2 separate regions of the Anser cygnoides genome follow, and region 1 is linked to region 2. The links are chromatin contacts, called in public Hi-C maps. All regions are on one chromosome and are shown on one strand. Each heading gives the region's core, a stretch centred on a gene start, on an enhancer-like site or on the middle of the called end of the contact. The rest is flanking DNA. Distances are from core to core; before and after follow the strand shown. Region 1 overlaps NME7 (NME/NM23 family member 7). Region 2 holds the start of ATP1B1 (ATPase Na+/K+ transporting subunit beta 1).

Region 1 (6,227 bases), core at 2,369-4,868, 92 kb after region 2:
ACAAAAGAGAACCTGATGAACACACTCTTCTCCGCTCCAAGTAAATATTACAGATCCCTTCAGTTTCTTGGAGAAATGGAATCCTATGAAAAGAAAATTTTTGTCCTCTTCAGGCTAAACTTCTCCTTTTCTGTTTTCATTTATGTGTACTGTCCTCCATTGCAATGGTATACAAACTAGAAGAGCATTACAAGAAAACTCCATTCCTGCAAGCCTTGGAGAAAAAAATAAATCAGTAAAATTACATACTCCATGTTCTGAAATGTTTGAATTAATCTCCTGTTTTAGGCTTGAGCTTGATGAATTGTGAGCTTTTCCAGAACAGCTAAAACTTTGGAGATCAGAGAATATAAATTATTTGGATGCTTCCTTCTGCTGAGGCAGAATTACAAGGAAGAATCCTTCCCTGCTGAAATATCTTCAGCCCTCTCCAATCCTACTACGTGTCCTTCAGTTACAAGCATAGGGGTAAATGAAACAATAACATACTGAAAAAAAAAATCACTTGAATTCAGCTACTTGTTTTTTCCTGTACTTGGCCAGGGATCCTATTAACTGAATTGAACATTAAAATTCTTCAGCATCTTGACTAAAAATCTGAACATTTCCTTGGCTATTTCACTAACAGTTGCTAGAAAGCCAATCTCCCCAGCTTTTTCTCCCTTCTCAAGCAGAAGATGAAGAGGGGAAAAGAAACAAGAGAGATATCTATCTGCGTTAAAGAATTCTTTAGAATGGAATTTTGGATCTGTTTAAAATACCTTTTTATAATGCAAATGATAAACTGCAACAGAACAGATGTAAGACAAATTTGATTGCTTTTTCCCCCTTCTCTCATGTACATGTGCAGGTTAATTATCCAAAATAAAGTAGTTCTCTGCTAAGCACATGTTCTTTTTAAAGACTTCTCTCTTTTTAGAAAATACTCTGTAGAAAGAAAAGTTGTTCAGGCTGTAGGAATTTCCTGTGAGAGTTATTAGCTACAGAAAACTTGGACAGTTGGGCACATCTCTGTCAAGGCATCCAGTCTGATCACAACAGTTGCTTGCTGTTCTTGGACAAAAACCTGCGCTGTTTTCTAATGGCTGCAAGGCAAGCTGGAAACTTGTCACATTATTCCCTCTGCAATTTTCCTTCCCAGTAATAACCAAGATATGAAGGACTAAAAAAGAAAAGCTGACGATTTCACATAACATAAGCCTTCAACTGCTCCATTCCACCCTCAGCTGGGGTGTGTGATAAAGGAGAGCTATCACTGCAACAGTAGGAAAGGTGATCTCTCTATCAATCTCTCCCTTAAGCAGGGAGAAGCAGGCTCACATCCATTACCTCCCTTCTCCTAAAGCATGTTAGAGGTAAGGGTGGGCAGCCATCATCTCTTGGGAAGACACCAAAAGATGCAGAAGAATTTGGCAGTAATGAAGAAAGAATCACCGATTTTCAGAGAAACTGAAAAAAAAAAGATCCAGAAGGCAATCCTAAATTTATTCACTGTCCACAAACTCACCCCAAAACTGATTTTAAGAAATCCTTTCTATAGAGGTGTTACAAGCATTTTTGCTTTTTTAATGGTTGTCTTGATCATACACAGTCCGTGTAGACTCATGACTGTGAACACACAGCACTATCTTAAAATGGGAGCACAGCAGCAAAATGCTAGTCTACCAAGTCATAAATGTTTGATGCAGAAAGTGTTAAGACAGCTCAAGAACACCTTGAAAGCTCTTGGTTTTGAGACATCTAGGTGAAATGAACAACAATTTTGTCAGCCTACACATGGTTGTGTAGGAAGATTATTACGGCTCCTGACTGATTAGCTAAACTGTCTCTGGAAAAAAAAAATCCTCACATTTTGACAGCTGTGCACACAGACATCATACAAATAACTAACTTAAAAGGGACAACATCATGGTAGAGTTTGTTTAAAGAGACTATCAGTAAAAAGTGCAAAGTGCATCCCCTCACACTGATGGGTACCATGGTTTCAGTAAGCAATTGTTTGGGTAAGAAAAGGCACATTTTGCTAGTTTTCTTATTTCTGATCTCTGCATTTGATACTTACAGCAGGAAAACTAAAATTTCATAATGAAATTAAGAAGTGTGAATATCCAAACCTAGTCTACTCCCAGACCTTCAGTTCTCCATTAAAAATTAGAAAAGACTAGTCAAAACCATTCACCCATTCCTAAAGGGGAGCACAAAGAATTGGCTGTTTCACTAGGATTATCTGTACTATCCATACTTCATTTCTATATATGTGCCTGCTTCTGCAACATGCTTGTTTTAACCTATTAATAAACAGAGGGGAGTAGTTGTATGAACCATAAGTCAAAAAGCACCACTGATGGAAAAATTTGGATCCCACTGTCTGAAACATCCTTCCTTGCTTTAAAACCAAATTAAGAGTAGTTTACCATTTCCTCTACTTTGATAATTTTTTTTTTTTTTTTACACTTTACTCTTAAGAGACTTCTGGAATTTCAGTTGAAGCTTATTTCCCTGCTTGGAATTAGCTTCAATTTGTGTTTCTCATGCAGTAGGTTAGCACTGATCAGTTCCAATACTAAAACCCAAGTAGAGATTGAATGAAAACAGATTTGTGAAAATGAATCTCTCCATGCCAAAATAAGATTTAAGATAAAAATCATTAACATGGAAGCTTTTCCACATGCTCCACTGTGACCTAGTATTTTTGCTTTTTGTTTAGTTTTAGAAACAAAGCAAGGTACATCTTAAATTACATTTTCATTACCTGGAAAATTAATTGGCACAGATAGTGGCCTTCCATTTTTCAAACTGTTTAACTGGATGTTGTACTTATAATAACAGGATTTTTTCTTTTATTCTTACCATTTCAACTGATCCATCCTTTGGATAATAGAGAAGCTCATAACGCCGAAAGAGTGAAGCATTTGGGTCATACCATTCAGCAGTGAAAGCATATCTATCATCTTGACTCTGAAACAAAAAAGGAAGGGCTATCAGAGCAACCATACATGTTTTTAAATATACAAATAGTAATAACAGTAATAGTAGTAGTAATAATAATAATAAATAATAAACTTCCTTGCTATCAGAAAAGTCAAAAAAATCATTAGTAAATGCACAGCCTGCACATCTTCATCTGCTTAACACAGCTGGTGACATCTTTTCACTTGTCAGCTCTCATCTTTTAAGTATGATAAAAACAATATGGCACTTTTCCAGGCAATCTCAAATCTTATTCTGATTTCATCACCCATTAAATCTGAATTATTGTAGCAGTTCTTGTTAGACTTCTTAATTTTGCAAAATTGAGCCAGGTATCTGACTTACTTTGGTATGTTAAAAAAGGGTGTTTGCTCACAATGAAAATACTGAATTTTAACGTTTCCCACACGAGTTACAGCAAAACACTTTCTTCTTCCTGACCAGTGATATCTGAACTTCTGTTAATGCTGAGATAAACATATTTGAGCAAAGGACATTAGTTCAATTCACTACTTAACTGCCTGAAATTTACATAAAGCACGAGCAACCTGATCTCATTTACACCTCATTTTCTGCCATTACGGAGTGTGACTTGAAAGGTAGACTGCAATAATTATGAAACTGTAGATACATGCTTAGCTTGTCTCCACTCATCCTTCAGGGAAGCAAGCACAAAGGCGATGCAGTGCATGTGGACGTGCAGCTCCAGCACCTCTTAGTGGTGTGTGTTTGGTAGCTGTTGGTCCTACAATACCAGTTATTTGATAGCTGCTAGATGGAGCTCTACGTTTTTATTTTCCATAGCCTTGCTAAATCTGATTGCTACTCCTGAGGGCAAGCGTGGTCTCATCACAGGCTTCCACTCTTTAGAAGTACCTGTACTCTCTTATTTTAAACATTTAGGTACAACTGGGAGTTGAAGTTGCAGCCAAGTAGGCTTTTTTTGTCCTTCAGATATTAGAAAACAGCAGTATTTCAGTTGTTTCAAAGACAGCCCACTAAGCAACCAGACAGAAGGAGTTCCCACGGGCTTCAATGACTGCTCCGGAACATCAGAAGGTAAAGAATCGTAATCACTTTTGTGGTGAGTGGAAGCCTACAGACATTAAGCCAAACAAATCCGTGATCTTCCTTTTGTTGTCAGTGCAGCTTTTCTTTCAACATCTTCAGCTTAAAACTGACATAAGAGCTTTTGCAGGTTAAAGACTTAACAGAAGCACCGATGGGTAAGAATGAGATAAAAAAGAACAATTTCAGAATTTCACAGTGCGACGAATACATATGCCTGGTCAGTTAAAGGCGTTGAGGCAAGTTCCCCACCCTACTGTCAGCCCTTTAGGTGCCCTCCACTGCAAAATAAAGACATGATTGTAACACAGGGAGACTTGCACAGTGGGAGCAGCACAGTCTTATCTCTACACTACACACTACAGCCTTTGACATTATTTAAACATATGGTTTAGGTGCAGCATCCTGCACAAAAACTCCCTGAGGACTTAGCCTAGTTTCAGGCCCTTATATACGCTAGTCATGCTCATGTCTTCACTGCTACCACTGTCGTTCCAGACATACGTAAGCCAGAACAAACACCTTCCTACGTGAAAACTCACACCTTAGTTTTTCCATATAGGCATGTCACTGGCAATGAACAACAAGGAGGGCTGACAGATTATAATAAATGACAAATTTTGCCCTTGATCTTAAATACACTCCTACTGCTGGAAGATGAGACAAAGCATTTGACTGATGTATTTGACCACCATCTGATCAAGGATGCATGTTACACAGAACCACTTTGAAGCAGCTGTCTACACAGAGGTTGTCTGAAAAGAAATGATGTCCTTGTTTCTCAAGTACTACCTCCAGACGAGGATTAGTGACATATGAAATAAATGAAGATGCACTCCTCATAACACCAAGACAGATACAATTGTATTTACATTACCAATTTTATATTATAGCATCACTTTCAAACATGTTTGCTAGGTAGCAGTTGACAGAGAATCTACTAATTTTCATTTATGTAAAACTTCGGAAACATCCAAATATTTACTTGTCTCAGGCAAGTAACACGTTTACATGAACAAGCAAAGGAAACGCCTTTAGATTTTTCATTTAGTCACCAGTATCTTCGCATTTACAGTGAAGAACTGCATTGTGTCTTGTCTGTTGAGGAATTGGCCTGCTTTTTTTTTTTTTTCTTTTAACATATCCTTGGTTTTAAGATGCATTCAAAATTCATTTTCTGAGATCTTACTCAATGTCTGAGCTATTCACATTTGCTATTTAGCACGCTCTGCTGGCCACTGCTTTTTATTTAGCTGAATGGCCAAAATGACCACTCTGTATTATCTTCTTTCAGGATGGCAAGCAAACCCAAGGTAATAAAGGCTACTTAGGCTTGGAAAGCACTGCTGAGCTAACCCCCAAATGCCCAGTAATGGAATCAGTTAGCAGGAAAATTGGAACTGGTTATTATTTTATACCTGGAAAACACACAGAGCTAACAGTTTTCTAAAATGATCAAAATTAAATCTGTAAAGCTGGGCCATAACTAGAATTTTCTCTGCTTTATAGACATAAAAATACCACAATAAGTCATTTTTAAATGCAGAGAACAGTATCAGAAGAAAGCTTACAAGCTTAAGGAAAACATTAGAAAAATAACTGGAAACAGATTACATTTGTGATCAGGTAGATTGTTCCATACCTCAATGTGAAGAAATTCAATATTAAAAGCAACCTGCGGACTCTGCCAAGCAAGTACAATGTAAAACACAAGAGGACTGCAATTTTACTATTGCAGATTCATACAGATAGCCTTAGAACTGACAGAATGCAATCCAGAATGCAATCACAAAATGGAATAATGCAAACATATTCAGATGAGCCTTTCCCAGGCATCACTGTAAAACTGACACTCCAACTCATCAAAAACATCAACCGATTTCAAATCATATGTTTTAAAAATTGACTACATACTAAGCTCTTAATAAATCTTTTTAAATGAGAAGTGAGACTTTTGTTTAGTTACTTAATGCAAAGACAAATACCAAACACAAACATCTGTCCACTTCCCATCACATACAGTAAGGACTGCAATAGAATATAAAGCTTTCACAACCCTGAAATTATCTTTTACAAATATTTACTTTCATCTTCCATTAAAGTGCACAATCACCATAACTGCTTCGGCAGACAACTTTCCTACACACTCTTCCACGAGCGTGTCCCAGGCTGCCACGTGGAAGGGAGTC
Region 2 (5,950 bases), core at 1,076-3,575:
GATTTGGTACCACTGGCACTGCCAACCCAACTTATCTGTGTATTTGTACAGTAATAGAGACATTTGCGGGAAGAGGAGAGAGTTTCCTGGTGATCCTTAAACAAACAGCGATGAAGCCAGGAGCTCCTGCAGCTTGGCTTCCACAGGCACCACCAGCTCCCATAGCGAGAGTGAGAACACGCTCAGAGGAAGATCGTGTTTCTGGGTAGCCATTTAGTCTGTAATCGTGATACGACTGCTCAGGTTTTACAGATCATTCATTCTAGTTGCTTTCTCCAAACTCACTTTCTGTGGCCTTAGGAAATAACACTGTGGGAGAGCGTGCAGTCCCATTCTCTTCTCTGATTTGGACATCGCCATGAACCTGCTCAAATATCTGATGCCAGTTTCATTTTGGGTGACCCCATTGCCTGCACAGAGGGCAGGCTGAGTTAACTGCTGCTGTTCCACCTGCCCTGAATCAGCTTGTGAGGGGTTTTACTCAGCAGACTGGATGAGACGGGTCCTGACTTGAGGGTAAAGCCAGACACAGCATCCATGAGGTAGACTAAAGCGCGGGCTTTGTGTTTGGGTGACCACACCGCGCACCTGCACACGATTCCCAACATGCTGTTTTCATAGGGTAGGGGGTCGAGGCAAAAACAGCACCCAGGGCATCAGAAGAGAGCAGGTTTGGCTCCCAAGTGACCAGGCAGGCCTGGTGGCCCAGTGGCTGAGACACAGCCTCATTGTCTACAGCAGCAATGGCGCTGGGTGTTAAAAGTGAGCGCTTGTTCCTCCTGCGGTGCTCATCTATTTATTGGCCTGATTGTAATCACAGCCTTCTTAACTTGTAACTGATACATCCTCCCTACACCGCAGATGATGTTCACTTGGGTATCAGATACTGCTGTCTGTGTTTGCTCTCATTATCGCCCACCATCAGCAGGTCTCTTTAAAGACCAGCTCTGACCAGACACCATGGAGAAGAGAGACGCCATTTGTCCTCAGCCGTTTGATCAGCCATTTTCCATTGCACAAATGCCGTTGAGGGCCGATTCCCCAAACCCAGGATGGAAATCCCTGGGGCACACCTGGCTGGCTCCCTCTGATCACACGTAATGTACCGCAGAGCGTTCAGCAAACACTGCCCCCAGATGCACTGACTCCGGTGTGACACTCCTCCTCCTAACCCCACGAGGCTTTGAGGAGTCCGGCGGCGTGCCTAGGCCTGGGGAGGCGGTGCTCAGCTTTGCAGGGTGCAAACACCTCGAGGTACCCTGCCCAGGCAGACCAAGGCCCAAAAAAATCAGGCCTGTGCAGGTTGCTTCAGGGGCTGGCTGTGGGCGGTGGCCGTGGGGTGCCTGGAGATGGGCGCCACGTTGGGGCTGTTCCCCTGGGGACAGCGGGGTGGCTGGCATGCGTTTGTCTAGCCTCCCAAAACAACAAAACAGTCTGGAGTTAAGGCTGGCAGAGCAAGCCTGTAGCTTAAAGGCAGGAAAATACCCGGAGCGCCGTATCGTGACCAGGAGGAAGTTCAGTATTAAATAAATCCCAGTAGGGTACGGCAGCGTGCAGCCGAGGTTCACGTGTGACTCGGTCCTGTCGTGACACTGTGGGACCGGGGCACGTCGGTGAACTTCCATCACGAATGCGGGTCCCAGGGCCCCACCAGAGCCCCTTTTCCCTTCCCGGGGTCCCCCCGCAGGCTGCCGCCCAGCGCTGGGGGGCCGGGGCAGCACCGGGACCCCCACAGGGTGCCGCAGCCCCCCCCCATCGGGCCGCCGGCGGCGTGCGTGCACCTCCCTGAAGGTCACCTTGCGAGGGCGGCTGCGCCCTCAAAAAAAAAAAAAAATTTAAAAAATAAATTAAGAAAAAAAAACCAACAACAACATCCCGGCAGGTGCCGCGCGGCGCCGCTTTCGCGTTCAGCGCTCGGCAGGCGCCGTACACGTGAGCCCGGCGGGGCGCGGCGGGGCCGGGCGGGACGGGGACGGGGACGGGGAGGAAGAAGAGGAGGAGGAGGAGGAGGAGGAGGAGGAGGAGGAGGGGGGGGGGGGGGGGGGAGGAAGGCGCACGGCTGCCCCCGCCGCCGCCCCGCGCGCGCACGCCCGCGGCCGCACACCTGCGCGCGCACACGTGCCCGCGCGGCGCCCGCCCCGTCCCCTGCCCGCCCCCCGCCGCCTCCCAGTGGCTGCGGCGCCCAGCGGGCGGGGCCCGCGCCCTATATGAAGGGGTGCGGCGGGCGGCGAGCGCGGCTGCTCCGTGCCCGGTGGGCTCCGCTGCTTCCCCCCTCAGCTCCGCGCCTCCGCCACACACCGGAGCCCCCCTCCCCCCCCTCTGGAGCGCCCCCTTCCTCCCCCCCCCCTAAAAGCCCCCTCCCCGAAGCCCGTCCCGGTGCCGCGGAGCCCGTCCGAGCCCTCAGCGCCCCCCCGCCGCCCCCCGCTCGCTCGCCATGGCCCGCGGGAAGGCCAAGGACGGCGACGGCAACTGGAAGAAGTTCATCTGGAACTCGGAGAAGAAGGAGCTGCTGGGCCGCACCGGGGGCAGCTGGTGTGAGTGCGGGGACGGGCGGCGGGGGGGCTCCGCAGCGCGCACCGCCGCGCCTCACCCCCCTGCGGCCGGGCACCGGCACCGGAGGGGGGGCGGGGGGAAAGGGGGGGGTCCCCGGGGCCCCCCGAGCCCCCTCCCCGGGCCGCGGCTGCCGGGCAGGTGGGGCCGGGCCCGGGATGGAGCCCGCGGCGGGGCCGACCTTGGGAGGGCGCCTCGTCCTTGGCGCTGCCTCCCCGGCTCCCTCCGCACCGCGGGTGCCGCTCCCCCGCCGCCCCTTCCCCCCGCTCCGCGGCGATCCGAGGTGGCTGTGCCTCGCCGAGAGAGCTCCCGGGTCCTGCGGTGCCTCCCCGGCAGGGAGGCGGCCGTGCGGGCGGCGATGCTCGCGCACCCCGCTGTCGGTTGGGGCGCCCTGCAGGCAGCCCTCGGCGCCCGGGGGGCGCTCGGCGTTGTCTGCGCGCACCCGGACGGCCTTCCAGCTGCTGCCAGCCGCGGCCGGGCTGCCACCCCGCGATGCTGAGCCCGGCTCCTGGTGTAACGGATCCGCTGGAGGCGACAGCCTTGGCCCTGGTGGACCGCAGCGGGCTCCTGCCGTACCCGTACGTGAGCTGAATCGGGTTGCGGGCGCGCACCGGTAGGTGTCTGCTGCTCCCGAGGCACCGGGCGGCTGCGCAGCGCTTCCGACGCGGAGCCAGACCGAGTCCTCCTTCCCGTGCCCATCCGTCTAGGACCGATGTCAACCTGCAGGCTGGCGATCCGATTTCTCCGTTATAAGCCTACCTGTTGCGGGAAGCTCTGTTGCGCAACCCCGTTGTGCTCGGTTGCGTGTGTTTTTTCTGAAACCGTGACCTTTAAGGTGTCTTTGGTGTTAAGAGCATCCTGGCTGGGAAACTGATTAAATAAGCTACCTCCCAGTGTTGGCCTTTTGATGTTACAAAAACTCAAAAGGCGTTACGCTGCAGACAACAGCATTGGTGTTTGGTTTGTTACAACAGCACCTCCTATGACCGTGCTCTGGAAAAAATTTCCAAATGTTTCTGACGTCACGACCAGTTGCTTTACGCTGCTTGGATACCAAAGAGTGCTTTTAACTCCTGGAGCACCACGATATCGCACCGAGCTCTGCTCACCAGCCATGGCTGCCTCCCCGGTCTCCAGTGGACGAGAGGATGGAGTGTCTTTCTGAGCGTGTTCCTCAGCCTCTGTGTCTCTGGCTGTCCCTCCTGATCCTCTTTCCTTTGTAACTGGAAAATGAAACCCACCAGAAATGGCTGCTTTAATGAGGAGGCTTCTCCACTGATGGAGCTTTTTTATGATGGGGCTCAGGAGAGGAGGAATACCTTCACCTACTGCTTCCTCCCTGGCCCTTGTATCTGTTCACCTTGAGTCCTCCATATAAACCTCCTCCTCCAGGTCTGCAATTAGGCTAGGACGCTGGGATCGAGCAGGCTCTTTCAAGTGTTCCTCGCTGCAGTGCTTGTTCCTGCAGCCTGATTAGCCTGTAGTTGCTTGGCATGGGCTGGCTTATCCTTCCCGTAGGCGGCCTGGTGATGCCTAGTACGGCGTGTTACTGTGCAGTTAATCAGTTGAGATAATCCCTGTAAACTGGTAACCGATACCCAGAGTCTGAGCTGTGCTGCATCTCAGGCTCTTCCCCCCCCCACCGGGATTATTCTAGGCATCTCCTTTCAGACCCAAACTAAATTTAGTCTTTTGTTACATAATTCAGTTTTTAATTGGTATGAGCGGTGCTGGCGTGCCTTTGTAGATGCACAAGGTTGGTAAATGCGGAGTGCTGTGTCACATTGAAGTGCTTTCCTACATTTGAGATTGAGTATTGGTGCTGATTTGGGCCTAAATTCTGCTCCTGTTGTCTCTGGTGGAGGTCAGAGTCTGAATTATTAGGGAGGTCACACATTACCAATGCTTGTAAACCTGAATCTAGCAGCTCGTGCAGGCTCTGTGGAAATAGCTCTGAAGCCCAGAGTGGTGTGGAACGTATAGCACTGCGTATAGCATGCCGACTTGTGTTGGGCTTGTGCTTCACTGAAAGCCTGTCACCTTGTGGTAGCCTTGGTCAGCCAACGGATCCATTAAAATATGGAAGAACATACTAATTCTCACGCTTCATGATCCCAAATAATTGGGACTTGATTAATCTTTTCATTTGTTTTCTCTTGCAGTTAAGATCCTCCTCTTCTATGTCATCTTCTACGGTTGCCTGGCGGGTATATTCATTGGGACCATCCAAGTGATGTTGCTCACCGTCAGTGAATTTGAACCCAAATACCAGGATCGAGTGGCGCCTCCAGGTAACTAACTGGGAGGCCCGTGTTGGCCCGGGTGCAAGCTGTTCTGGGGAGGCGGTTTGGTTACTCACCTCCAGGAGGAGGATGAAATAAGCGTCTCGTTGCTGCAACACATATTTGTAGGGGGTGGGTATGTTCTAAGCCTTCTGTGTTAACAGCACTGGGAATTGAAGGCAACCAGCTAGAATTAAAGGTTGCATCACATGAAGTGTTCCTCCTGTCTGAGAGGAACTTGAACCCGAATCGATGCTCTCCCCTTTCCTTACTCCGAAGTGATGGAGTGAGGCTCAGGCTTCACTTGGGAATGAGCTGTGTGACAAAACTGGGTTCAGTTTTTCTTCATAGCCACTGTGTTCCTATGGGAAAATGAGGGGACAAAGGTAAAATGCTGGCTTCATCTGTGAAACTGGGGTGCACAAGGAGGAAGGGGGCACTACCAATTGTGGATGTGCTTGCTGAATTGTGATGGTTAATGCTGGGCTCTGCTGTGTGAGCTGGAGGAGGTAACAGCATCTACAAATGGGTATTTGCCCTGATGTTGAGTGGGGAGGGTTAGAGGTGGCTCTCGCAGCTCCTGATGCACGACCTTTCTCTGTTAGACAAAACAGAAGCCCCTGCTTGAGGTGAAAGCCCACCTTGGGTTGCTGCAGACAGTGACCAGCCACTGCCGCAGGTCAGGCTCTGCTGCGCTGCCTGATTGCTGCCGCAGCCAGCGGCCGCTCGGAGTGTGGCAGGGAGCTGCGCAACTGCTGCTTTCCCACATTACAAATGACCTTGAGGCTGCTTGGCACTGGCTATGGTAATGATCTGTCTCCAGTTGCTCTGTAAAACAGTTCAGAAGCTTTTAATAACGGTGGTATTTAAGTGACAATTGTGAGGCTGACGGCTTGTAGCTACAGAAGCTGGCTCTAGTGTCACGCAGTGTGTTACAGCCCCACTGTCTGCAGTGCTGCTATGCTGCAACTGTTCCCTGCTCTAACAACACGGGGAGCGTTGCCTTCGCCAGATGGTGCTAATATCTCCGCAAAGAATCATCTTTTTCAGATAACTGCTTTTCCACCAGCATTTTTTAAACAAAACAGACTGAAATTGCTGTCTTAGTATATGGCATT

What was found. A called contact is a pair of places that touch in the nucleus more often than the background predicts.
Region 1: a contact with region 2 is called in a Hi-C map of granulosa cells, with 1.6 times the contacts expected there. The contact joins the enhancer-like site here to the promoter of ATP1B1 in region 2. A contact is called at or near these places in 3 of 7 Hi-C or Micro-C datasets (granulosa cells and liver).

Annotation. Positions count from the first base shown.
Region 1 is chr1:96,138,318-96,144,544 of Taihu_goose_T2T_genome, forward strand. NME7 (NME/NM23 family member 7) reads right to left here. Exons shown (of 12, transcript XM_048058193.2): 2 at 2,851-2,958. Among named protein-coding and RNA genes, the nearest start is that of BLZF1, 19 kb to the right of the region's middle. Within about 2 kb of position 3,619, at least 2 of the 3 cell types and tissues checked have open chromatin away from gene starts, as enhancers often do.
Region 2 is chr1:96,047,554-96,053,503 of Taihu_goose_T2T_genome, forward strand. It overlaps ATP1B1 (ATPase Na+/K+ transporting subunit beta 1), which reads left to right and starts at 2,326. Exons shown (of 6, transcript XM_066990399.1): 1 at 2,326-2,534; 2 at 4,713-4,841. The coding sequence starts at 2,435.